Regions from separate parts of the Xenopus laevis genome. Here region 1 is linked to region 2. Evidence: chromatin contacts called from public Hi-C data. All regions are on one chromosome and are shown on one strand. Each heading gives the region's core, a stretch centred on a gene start, on an enhancer-like site or on the middle of the called end of the contact. The rest is flanking DNA. Distances are from core to core; before and after follow the strand shown.

Region 1 (5,879 bases), core at 2,682-5,181, 110 kb after region 2:
AGATTAGGCACCTGTAATAGAGGAGATTTTTAATCTTTTAGTGTGTCATAGCCCTAACAGGGGATGTACTATAAATCCAAAACCAAAATGTTGCCTTTAACAAGACATTCTAGACAACATCTCAATATTCATTTATTTATCATTCTCACTGGGTTTATAATTACATGCAAATGTTATTGCTACTAAAAGCAGTGCCTGTCCATTCCTTTCTGCACTGCTAGTTCTGACTTTTTGTTTTAGCAATGTTGCAAAAGTCAGCTCTCCTTTAGCAAAGACTGGTTTATGTAACACTGTTTCAAAAGTCAGAGCCAGCAGTGCAGGATAGGACAAGCAAACACTGCTTTCAGTAGCAATGACATTTACACTTAACTTTACATAATGAATGAATATGGGGAAGTGAATGAGAATTACAGTTCTTTTCATTATGCAAGATTTCATTTTCGGTGTGAATTCCCCTTTAACCAGAGAAACTGTTCTCTAATTAAAGGGCCAGTGGAACCATAAGAGCTGAACTCCATGGGAGACTTTGTTGGATTGTGGCAGATTGACAAACCACTTCCGACAAGTCGGATGCAGTCTCGTGGGTCAAAATATAATAGGACTGATACAAAGATCTGATGGGTAAACTACAGGGAAAACTTTGGCAACTATGGCGGTCGTATGCGAACCCCATTTGTTTTACCATATGTTTTATTTCATTTCAGAATCCATGGTAACACGACGAACTTACCACTTCAGGCTGCTTCTTCCTTCCCATTCCCTCCCCCGGTTCTCGTACCTCTGGATTCTCCATAGGACCAGGCTGCAAACACAAACACACAATCAGCAGGAAGCTGCTATAAAAAACAAATCGAATGGTTCATTTACATATGCGTTACGTTTATTAACAGCTTTGGGAATGAACTCCAGACGCACTACAACTTATCACAGTGGGGAGAGGGGTGTATTGCTAACATTGACAGTTACCAATAGCAGCGAGTATTAAAATACAGCAAAGATCTAACTGGTTATATAGGATGACAATATCTGTAGTTCCAGGCCTGGATTTGTGGCAAGGCCCCAAAGGCCCAGGCCTAGGACGGCAAGAGTTCAAATAGAAGCTGTGTAGATCCGCGCTCTGCCTAGTAAACCTTTCCCATTTGCATGCATCAATCCTCTCACATAGATGTACCAATCATCCCAGGATATCCACTTTTAACTGAAAGAGAGGAGAGCACTCAAATGCAGATTAACTGCTTGTGATTATTTATTATTCATGCTGCTTTACACGACATGTTTCGGGTAAGTGTTGCCCTTTCTCAAGTGTAAACATACAGGTACACAGTGGACCTTTTAAACACACCCCTCACACCCATGTGATTTTCAACATCCAATCCTGGATAATTAGATAAGATAAAAGGTAAAAATCTAAAAACATTTAAAAACATTTTTTTTTAAAAAAAATGGCAATGTCTTTTAGTGGTTGCTTTTGGATTAATCTCCAATCCTGCTCATAAGTGTTCCGTGCAATATTGCCAATAAAATGATACATTAGTATCTAATGTGCAAAGTTCAGAGAGTTGCTGGTGACATTTGTGGCCGCTAGGACCTGGCGGCGCATTGGCGGTGGGCGATGAGGTGCGGCCTCGGGACGGCGAAGGCTGAAATCCAACCCTATGTAGTTCAGATCTAAAATGCTACTGTCTATCCCCTAACTCTACATGGGACTCAGGGGCCAGGACCAGGGGCACAACTACAGAGGAAGTAGACCCTGCGGCTGCAGGGGGGGCCAGGAGGTATAGGTACCCCATGAGGCCCAAATAAAGCACAATCTCAAGATATGTTGGTAAAAATATTGGTAAAAATGTTGGTAAAAAGGGGTGTAACTACAGAGGAAGCAGACCCTGTGGCTGCAGGGGGCCCAAAGGGATTCAATAAGGCGCTAATTAATGAGCCATTTACATATATATTGGTAAAACAAGACAACCTCTGGATACTTAGGGGCCCCTAAAATTAATTTGCTGTAGGGGGCAATAATATCTACTTATGCCACTGGGCAGGACATTAAACATATGTTATATTCATTTAAAGATCTTGAGGAAACTGGTTTATTTGATGAAGTTTGCATATAGTTTGAATGTGCGGGTCATCACCAAAAGTTGGTCATACTTAGGCTGACACTGGAAGCCAACCCAGCCCCTCCTGACTAACTTTGGCTTGTAAATGTACGTGTGACAGGTCTGAAGGGACACAATAAGGCGACTTTCCAACATTCATTGGCTGTGACTTGTTGGAAATAACAGGAATGGGGATGGCATTTTCTACAATGACTTCACATGAACTGAATACAGATACGAGCAACTTGCACAACCAAGTGCCTATCTGTGCTTATAGGTGCACCTTTGCCCCACCCCCTTCCTCTGGCACAAACCAGCGATTGGAACCCTGACTGTTACACACAGTAGAGAAGTGCCCGTCCTTTTGCACACAAGGTTTATAGTCCCTCCACAGAACTTGACATTCCCTGCAGCAGAACAGAACGAATTCCCCCAGACAACTACACTCACTGCCCACTCGACCCACCGACAACGAGGCAACACAAGGCAATAACAATGCCCACCAACTCAATACATGCCCCAGAACCCCTACACACCTGCGCCACCAGCACAGACCACGTGGGTTCCGTAATATTACTACAATGTATCCAGGAAAAAGTGGCCTCTGTTTGGCCGAAACATCTGGCACGCCTTCTGGCTGACTCCTGGTGCTGCCCGTGTTCTATAGTGCGTGACATAATCGAGCCTCCAAAAATCAGTGAGAGGGAGGTGGGCTCAAAGTGGTCAATGCTGCACTCAGGCTGATTCCTGAAGGGGAAATCACTGGTGTCTACTACCAACTTTCCCCCTCGCCACCTACAACTCCCAGCAGCCTGCGTGCAATAGTTGGAGCTCTGGGAAGCGTATAGGAGTAATAGCACAACTGCTATACACAGGGCCGCCATCACAAATCAGCAAGATTTTATGGGCCCCCTGGTCCCCGCCCACACCGCAATGAAAAGTCCACAAAGACACAACCGCTAAAAAAGGTAAACCCCCTCATCACAAGTTATAAAAAGCCATTGGTGGTCGGGGCATCCTTATAATTTAAAAAACAAAAAAATTGGCGGCAGGGATCCCACATAAAAGTTTTTAAAAAAACATTAGTGGTCAGGGCCCCCTATAAGTTAAAAAAAAAACTGTTGGCGCCAGGGGCCCCATAAGTTTTTTAAAAAAAAAAACATTCGTGGTCAGGGCCCCCCTACAAGTTAAAAAAATAATCATTGGTGGTCAAGCCCCCCCTATAAGTTAAAAAAAACTATTGGTGCCAGGGGCCCCCTACAAGTTAAAAAGAATCATTGTATAAGTGGGCATTGCAAACACTGTGTATATAACAGGATCCGGGTTTCTACTGATACCAGCAAACTCTGTACATAGGCTCTGTGGTAGCTACACATTATATCACACTGCAAAGAGTCATAGCTAGGCGAATATTAAGCACAACATACACAGCACTACTTTGTCTCTCTCAAGTTCTGCTTCTCTGCAAGCGCCAGGATGCTGCCACTCTCTCTATGCCATGGAGAAAAGAGCCCAAACAGGAACCGTGTGCTTACAGGGGCGGGACAGAGGCTGAGTGACATAAGCAAGGGAGAAGCTGTCATTGGCTGAAAAGCACTGGGGCGGGGCGAGATTGCAGAGTTAGGGATCGTCTGACAATTTCATACTGCTAATGAAAATTCCAGTCGTGCTTTGTGTGACATCTTGAAATTGAGTTTGCTGATCGTGGAACTTGCAGATAATCCCTAATTTTGCACTTCTCCACATACAATTTTCTGAGCGGCTCCTTCGGGTCTTCAGCACAGCCCCACTTTAGCCCCGGGTACGGAACGCATTTTAGGACATCATCAGGAGCAGGCCTGGACTGGCAATCTGTGGGTTCTGGCAAATGCCAGAGGGGCTGCTATAAGGTCCCATAGAAAGTCACTATTTAGTGGGCTGGTGGGAGTTGTTTGGGCCTCTGTGTGGGCTGATTGGGCCTCTGTGTACCTGAAATGCCAGGGCCTATTTTAATTCTCAGTCCGGACCTGATCAGGAGAACACACGCTCCTGCATGCGCTGGAATATGCAGACTCGTCTCTTATTCTACTCATTTATCCGAATAAACATGCAATCACACCTTCATGCTGCCCACATTTGCTGTTGCAATCTCCCCCCTCATGGCTCAGTCCTCCCTCCTCGGTCCTCAGACCTCCCTCCTTGGTCCTCAGCCCTCATTACAAAAGCCCTCCCTCCTCAGCCCTCCCTTCTCAGCTATCAGCCTGGCTTACGGACTGAGGCCTGAGCATGGAAGGCTGAGGACGGAGGGCTTTTGTAATGAGGGCTGAGGACCAGGGGGGGGGCTGAGGACCAGGGGGGGGGCTGAGGACCAGGGGGGGGGGCTGAGGACCAGGGGGGGGGGCTGAGGACCAGGGGGGGGGGCTGAGGACCAGGGGGGGGCTGAGGACCAGGGGGGGGCTGAGGACCAGGGGGGGGGCTGAGGACCAGGGGGGGCTGAGGACCAGGGGGGGGCTGAGGACCGGGGAGGGAGGGCTGAGGACCGGGGAGGGAGGGCTGAGGAATGAGCCACGAGGGGGGAGATTGCAACAGCAAATGTGGGCAGCACGTTCTTTGGATAAGTGAGTAGAATAAGAGACTAGTCTTAATACTTCTTCTTTACGAGAGTGCATGCAGGAGTGTGTGTTCTCCCGATGATGTCCTAAAATGCATTCCGGTACAGGTGTACCCCCTGTGCCCCCCTGATGGCGGCCCTGGCTATACATAGTCACTTGTGGTGCAGTTCCCCCTACAAACTGGAGCTTTGAGTGGTTCCTCCTGTAGCGTTTCACTCCACTGATCCTGTTCCTCATTAATTGTCCTACATAAGAATACTGTGCTGTGCATGTATTTTTGTGCCCTTTTGTAGTAGGCCCCCAGCAACAATTTATTCAGGGCCCCTTCCATCTCCTGCATGACATGAGTACAGGGGAAAGCTGGTCTTTGCCAGGCACCCCTTTCCTGTAGACGACCTCAGAGTCACCCCCAAATACGTATAAAGGTGGTTCGCCTTTCAGTTAACTTTTAGTATGTTATAGAACTGCCAATTGTAAGCAACTTCTTTTTATCATTTTTTTTAATTATTTGCCTTCTGATGCTTTCCAGCTCTTAAATGTAAAAACAAATGCTCCGTAAGGCTACACATTTATTATTGTTACTTTTTATTACTCATCTTTCTATTCAGACCCTCTCCTATTCATATTTTAGTCTCTTATTCAAATTAATTAATGGTTGCTAGGGTAATTTGGACTCTAGCAACCAGATTTCTGAAATTCCACACTGGAGAGCTGTTGAATAAAAAGCGAAATCACTCAAATACCCCACATAATAAAACATGAAAACCAATTGCGAATTGTCTCAGAATATCACTCTTTACATGCTAAAAGTTGAGTCAAAGGTGAACAAACCCCTGATATCACCTGCTTATGGTTGTGCCAGAGCATACCCGCTGCTATATTTCATATCAAAGTCTGGTTCCACATATAACTGACCCCAGTGTGCGAATGAGATACGGAATTAAATTGTAAATTTCACCAGTGCAGGGACTGATGGGAATGTTGTATAATCTCAGTACAGAGCTGCAGATATGTCATTCCTATATAAAGAATAATATATTCTTTGGGCCCATCCAGTTCTAAAACCATTATTGACAAGTATTCCTAATTGTTTTACACTTTGTGAAATATCATTTGTTTGTTTATGAATCCGTTTAACACGTGACAATGGATCAAATCTTATCTGCCCAAATAATGACTCCCACGGCAGATT
Region 2 (6,632 bases), core at 113-2,612:
CTCAGGTCACAAAGGAGGAATTCATGTGGCCCCAACAAGCAAACCTGTAACTGCAGAGGCAGGACCAGTAAATATGTGATACTGAGCCGGGGGTTAATCTTACAGCCATACAGACACCAGACAATTACCACTAGGTCCAGGCTGATAGAGCTGCCAGAGTTCCCCTGTGATAGCGGTAGTCACAATTGGAGGAGGCTGAACGGGTGCACTAGGAATGGGCAATCTGCTAGAACATATGGCCACTTTGTAACTGGCATCAACACATGCTCAAATTTGCATCCAAACTTCTGCTTTGCCTTCATAAATGGTCCCTAATGTCCCTGTTCCCTGCTGTAATGCTTCATTATTGTATTATATTTAAGGGTAGTGCCAGTGTTACTCTAAGACCATGATCCCCAACCAGTAGCTCATGAACAACATGTTGCTCTCCAACCCCTTGGATGTTGCGCCCAGTGGCCTCAAAGCAGGAGCTTGTTTTTGAATTTCTGAATTGGAGGCAAGTTTTGGTTGTATAAAAACCAGTTGCACTGCCAAACAGTCTCCTGTAGGCTGCCAGTCCTCATAGGGCCTTCCAAATGGCCAATCACAGCAGTTATTTGGTACCCCAGGAACTTTTTTCATGCTTGTGTTGCTCCTGAAACAATTTTTACGTTTGAATGTGGCTCACAGGTAAAAAAAAAAAAAAAGAAAGGTTGGGGACCCCTGCTCAAGTGACCAACGGAATTTGATGGAGGGATATTTTCTCAAACTGAGCTACTATGTTGCTGCTAATTTCTGTTCTGGACCTGCATCTCTATCTTTATCCCATGCAGAGTTAAAGCACCACATGCCCATCCCAAAGAGGAGGTGTCAAGCTCTAGTAAATATTGCCACACTCAGATTACTGACAGAAGAGCTTCCCATTGGCACAGGAGAGGGAGTCTGAATGTTTAATTAAACTATTACACGACTCACCCCCCCCCCTTCCTTCCACGAGAAGCTGCCACTCCCACTATTTCCTTATTATTCCCATTACCCGAGCCAAAAAAACACTTGCTTTGCAAGTTGTGGCCCCAGGGTAAGAGAAACTGTGATTAGATCTGGGGGGGTGGGAGGATTTGAGTGAGAGCCAGGACAGGTGCAGTGGGAACTTGTAAGATTGAAACAAGCGAGGGTGCAGGGAGTTAAGAGAAAAGCCTTACAGCAATAGGTACAGTGTGGGAATTCTCTCGCTCCCTGGAAACTGCCTGGGCATTAACGTAACACTGTGTATTTTGATGCCCTCAAACAGACACTGCTAAACCAGTCCAGCTGTGGCCAATATTTCTATAAATACTGTGTATAAACCAGCATAGGGATTCCTCTGTACTAAGCACAATTCAGCAGGAACAGGCCCCCAAGTTTGCTCATAGTCTGTACAGAGAGATCCCATAATACTATGGCAGCATAGGTATTGCCCTGTACTAAGCACAATTCAGCAGGAACAGCCCCCTACATTGCAGCAGATGCATTTTTACATACAAACACACTACCTGACTCAAAATCAGATCACAACCGTCTCCCTAATAAAAGCTCCTCCGGGGCAAGTGCCTATTTATGGAACGCTCCCGCGCATGGGTCAGGGTATAACTGTTCCTCCCACACATGCCAAGAATATATTGGTTGCTTCAGATTTTGACACCTGATTTCATTTACTATGAGATGCCACTTGGCGCCAATAAAACAAGCAGAGGTTTGTGTTAAATGCGTCACACAGTCCCAGTATATATGAGAGATGTAGTTAAGCAACAGACACGCACCCTTTCCCTACTGAGACCTCTAAGAGGTAATTTAATGAATTTGCTCTCCTTTAATGAAAAGGATATGAGATTGAACGTGATGGAAAGGTGAGTCCAGTCTTAGCTACCATGTAATTCACTGCATCCACAACATGCTAAGAGTTCAGTTACAGCAGGGATCCCCAATCTTTAGAACCCGTGAGCAACATTCAGAAGTAAAAGGAGTTGGGGAGCAACACTAGCATGAAAAATGTTCTTGGGGTGCCAAATAAGGGCTGTGATTGGCCATCTGGTAGTCCCTATGTGGATTGTCAACCTACATTGAGACTCTGTTTGGCAGTGCAACTGGTTTTTATACAACCAAAACTTGCCTCCAAGCCTGGAATTCAAAAATAAGCACCTGCTTTGGGGCTAGTCCACACGGGGAGATAGCGACGCGTGTGGACTAGCCCTTGAGGCCACTGAAAGCAACATCCAAGGGGTTGGAGAGCAACATGTTGCTCATGAGCCACTGGTTGGGGATCATTGAGTTACAGGTTCACTTGCCCTTTAATATCTGTGTGTATTTGTGGGTAGGATATTGCTCGGCTGGATGAGATGTCACATGCCACATAGAGAGCCAGGGACTTACTGTAGGTAAAAGACAAAAGCTACCTGCTCTGATTCTGCCTTTGCTTCCAAAAGGGGTTAAAAGGGAAGAGGTAACCCGCAGCTGAATGCTGGAAATAAGGCGTGTCCAATAGCAGCGTGATGTATGGGAGACAGTGATCAGCAGTGTCTTGTCTCTCTGAATTATATTAAAGGGAACGGTGCCGGGGGCAATTCACATGCTGGGAGTTTGCATAAGGCTCCACATGACTTTATCTACCCTCTGTAACCCCTTCCCTGCCACCATGGTAATATCAGCTCATAAACAATGATATTTCACACAAGATCTCTATCAGTGTGCTCTTATATGCTCTGTTATAAAGATAGCTAGAATGTCAGCCATAAAGCAGGGCAGGACTGCTGCTTACAATGGGGATCAGATAGGATCTGTGTCATCTGGAGCAGAACTTATTGCTGTAGGTTTTGCTGCACAGGGAGCCTTGCTGACCTGCATGTTAACGTTATATATTTTTATCAATAAACACAAATAAAGGAAACTGTAGATGTTGCAGTTTTAGGGTGGGCTCTGCTATGCTGCAGATTGTCACCAGGGGGCGTATTGCACAATAACCTAACTCAATATACAGTTCAACGACTCATGTACTTTCTCCCTTTTCCCAAACGTTTCTACATTAAATGTCATTGGTGCCTTTGGGGAGAATATGTTTCCTAAACGTAAAATGCCATGTGCTACTGTTTCACTCAACAGGGCAAAGGAACTTACTCGGATACGGAGTGGGTAGCGGCTTGCTCATGATAGCGGTACAACAGGAGGCCCTTGTCCACTCTATAAGCCCCGCCTCCTTTCCGAAGGTGCTCATAGAAAAACAACAGGTCCTCTGGGGATCCCTAAAAAAAAGAGAGACATTAAAAAGTATCACCAAACTTTACATTTTCTGTATTTCAGGGACAGAATTCCCTGGGGGGGCACAAACTGGGAGTCATTGCACTGTTTTCCTATTGGTATACGTGGGAACGTGGCAGTTTAGCAGCCATTTGCCTTCGTCTGAATGTCTTTATCCACCCAGTAACAAATTTGAATTATGTCTCCTTGTGTGTGGTTCACCTTTAAGTTAACTTTTACTATGCTATATAATGGTCAATTGTAAGCAACTTTTCAATTGGTCTTCATTATTTATTTTGTATAGTTTTGTAATTATTTGCCTTCTTCTTATGAGTCTTTCCAGCTTTCAAATGGGGGGTCACTGACCCCATCTAAAAACCAAATGCTCTGTAAGGGTACACATATATTGTCATCGCTCATTGTTATTAGTCATCTTTCTAATCAGTTCCTCTCCTATTCATATTCCAGTGTTTTATTCAAATGAATGCATGGTTGCTCGGGTAATTTGGACCCTAGCAACCAGATGACTGAAAATGCAAACTGGAGAGCTGCTCAATAAAAAGCTAAAGCTAACCACAAAGAATAAAAAAATGAAAACCATTTTGAAATTGTCAGAATATCACTCTCTACATCATACTAAAAGTAAATGCAAAGGTGAAGATTCCCTTTACAGGGGGAAGACAGTGACCAACTGAAGTGCTTTTGGCTTGAGTCAGTATTGAAAGTAGCCTTAAATGTCAGCTTGTGATACCCATTGCTGTGCCACCTTCATTCATACTGATACGGTAACAAATCCAACTTTTCACCATTGGCACAGGCCAGACGGGCAGGTTAGTGCAACACAAGTCTGTAATGTACCCGCTCCTACTGCAACTGCATGTCACAGGAGTGTCAGCTCATGGGGTGAGGGGGGAGTTAGAAGTGAAGCAGTTGTGTGGCAGTATGGGAAGTGAAATCCTCAGGGTGATTTTGGCAATTCCCGACACACACACACACACACAGTTGTTTTGGCTGCTGCAGAGATGAAGGTGCTAACCAGCCATCTGGCCAATGACCCCACCATGCACAGGGCCTGAGAGCTGAGCCGTTATACACGGACACTCATACAGCAGGGTGACCCCGGGGTGCTGGGATGCCGCCAGCTGGGCCGGACGTGGTTGATATTGGCACAGCGACAGGCTCTTCTCATCACTATGGGGCGAGAGGAACGCTCAGCAGTGGGGACAGTGTGTGAAACAATCCTCTTGGGGAGTGATAAGCAGCAGTGCAGAGAGCGGCCGGCTCCTAGCGTCTCCTTATATAGATATGTGCAAGCACATCGCCTGACTGCGGGTCAGTCCTACGCCTCCTCATGTTCCACTAAATGCCTACAGGAGAGTGGCACATGCCAGGATTCAGGAGAGGTGCCCCCACTAACAGACCACTAATCCCAACATAGAAGCCATAGCACGCGCGCAATAATAGCAGCATACTGTATAGCGTTTGTGGATTTTCAATTTGTTCCATCAGCCATAGGACCATGTTATCAAACTCCCTGCAAGCTGTCATCATTATTAGCCATTAGAGAGCTGGGGGTGCCAGTCTGTTTTGTGTCTCCCCGGGAAATGCTGCGGCCATGTTATATTACGCTAGGGCTGCAATTCTCCATGTCCTCCAGAAGGTGGAACACTTGTTTTGTCAACGGGAAAAGCTCTGTATGTGCCAACTGCACCTCAATGGGTGACCCTATGGGATTATTTGTCCCAAAACTAAATCTGGCATAGAGTTGTTGCTACACCAGAGGAGCATTAGCAACCTATCCAGTGTATCCACCCTTACCTTGCCATCCTCCACAAACTGGCCAACGTGGCAGAACCACTCCCTGGAGCAGAACCAAGTGGGCATGATAACAGTAGGTCCATGGGAGGTATAGACCTGCAGAAAAATGATACACAATTATTTATATAGAATAAATTAAACATCATCTTACTTCCTCTAATGGCACTTAATAAACGCTCTAAGCACTGGCTGCTGAAGGATGCTGGGAGGCTTGATATAATGGGGTGTTCACATTTAAATTAACTTTTAGTATGATGTAGAGAGTGATATTCTGAGACAATTTGCAATTGGTTTTCATTTTTCCTTATTTGTGGCTTTTGAGTTATTTCGCTTTTTATTCAGTCACTTTCCAGGTTGCAATTTCAGCAATCTGGTTGCTAAGGTCCAAATGACCCTAGCAACCATGCACTGATATGAATGAAAGACTGGAATATAAATAGGAGAGGGACTAAATAGAAAGATGCGTAATAAAAAGTAGCAATAACTATACATTTTCAGCCTTACAGAGTTTTAGATGGGGTCAGTGACCCCCATTTGAAAGCAGGAAAGAGTCAGAAGAAGAAGGCTAATAGTTTAAAAACTATACAAAATAAACAATGAAGAGCAATTGTAAAGTTGCTTAGAATAAGCCATTCTACAACATAATAACCTAAAGGTGAAACACCCTTTTAAAAAGCAAAGCGTTTCACTTTCAGGGTTGGAATTGAGTGTAAGGGGTGGTTCACCTTTAAGGTAACTTTTATTATGTTATAGAACTGCCAATTCTAAGCAACTTTTCAGTTGGCTTTCATTATAAGTTTTTTTGAGTTTTATAGTTATTTGCCTTTTTTCTGACTCTTTCCCGCTTTCAAATGGTCGCTGACTTCCTTCTAAAAACAAATGCTCTGTAAGGCTACACATGTATTGTTATTGCTACGTTTTATTACTGATCCTTCTATTCAGACCTCTTCTATTCATATTCCAGTCTCTTAGTCAAATCAATGCATGGTTGCTAGGGTATTTGGTCCCTAGTTACCAGATTGGTTAAGCTGCAAATTGAACAGCTGCTGAATAAAAAGATAAATAACTCAAAACCCACAAATAATAAAAAATAAAAAACAATTGCAAATTGTCTCAGAATATCACTCTCTACATCATACTGAAAGTTATCTCAAAGGTGTACAACCCCTTTAATTACCAGTAAAGTATCCTCAGAGAACAAACGGTGGTTCCTACTCCTTTCTATTTTCTGCAATGCTGCTTCTGTCTGCTACATTGTTTCAAGACTCAAAACCAGCAGTGCAGACAAGGATAAACAGGTGCTGCCCGAGTCGGACTGGAGTAATGGGGGCCCCCTCCCAGCTTCCCTCTGTGTGCGGACCGCTCCTGTTTGAAAGTCGGTACGTCACCCGCCTGCGCAGAGGCGCAGCAGCAGAAGTTTTTTTAATGGGGCACCCGATTTGGGGAACATGGTTGGGCCCACCGGCCCAGTCCGACACTGGGTGCTGCTTTCAATAGCAATTACATTTACAAATCACGGTGGGAATGAGGAATGAATGGCTATTGGGAAGTTGCTTAAAATGACA

What was found. Hi-C and Micro-C count contacts between places; a contact is called where the count stands out from the background.
Region 1: a contact with region 2 is called in a Hi-C map of the XL177 cell line, with 3 times the contacts expected there. The contact joins the promoter of LOC108701172 here to the enhancer-like site in region 2. A contact is called at or near these places in 2 of 4 Hi-C or Micro-C datasets (the XL177 cell line and the XTC cell line).

What each region holds. Positions count from the first base shown.
Region 1 is chr9_10L:51,283,597-51,289,475 of Xenopus_laevis_v10.1, forward strand. LOC108701172 (UDP-GlcNAc:betaGal beta-1,3-N-acetylglucosaminyltransferase-like protein 1) reads right to left here and starts at 3,932. Exons shown (of 14, transcript XM_041577036.1): 1 at 3,524-3,932; 2 at 731-802. The coding sequence starts at 793.
Region 2 is chr9_10L:51,177,924-51,184,555 of Xenopus_laevis_v10.1, forward strand. LOC108701172 (UDP-GlcNAc:betaGal beta-1,3-N-acetylglucosaminyltransferase-like protein 1) reads right to left here. Exons shown (of 14, transcript XM_041577036.1): 8 at 5,068-5,163; 9 at 3,130-3,254. Among protein-coding and RNA genes, the nearest start is that of LOC121398196, 69 kb to the right of the region's middle. Within about 2 kb of position 1,363, at least 1 of the 7 cell types and tissues checked has an H3K27ac peak or open chromatin away from gene starts, as enhancers often do.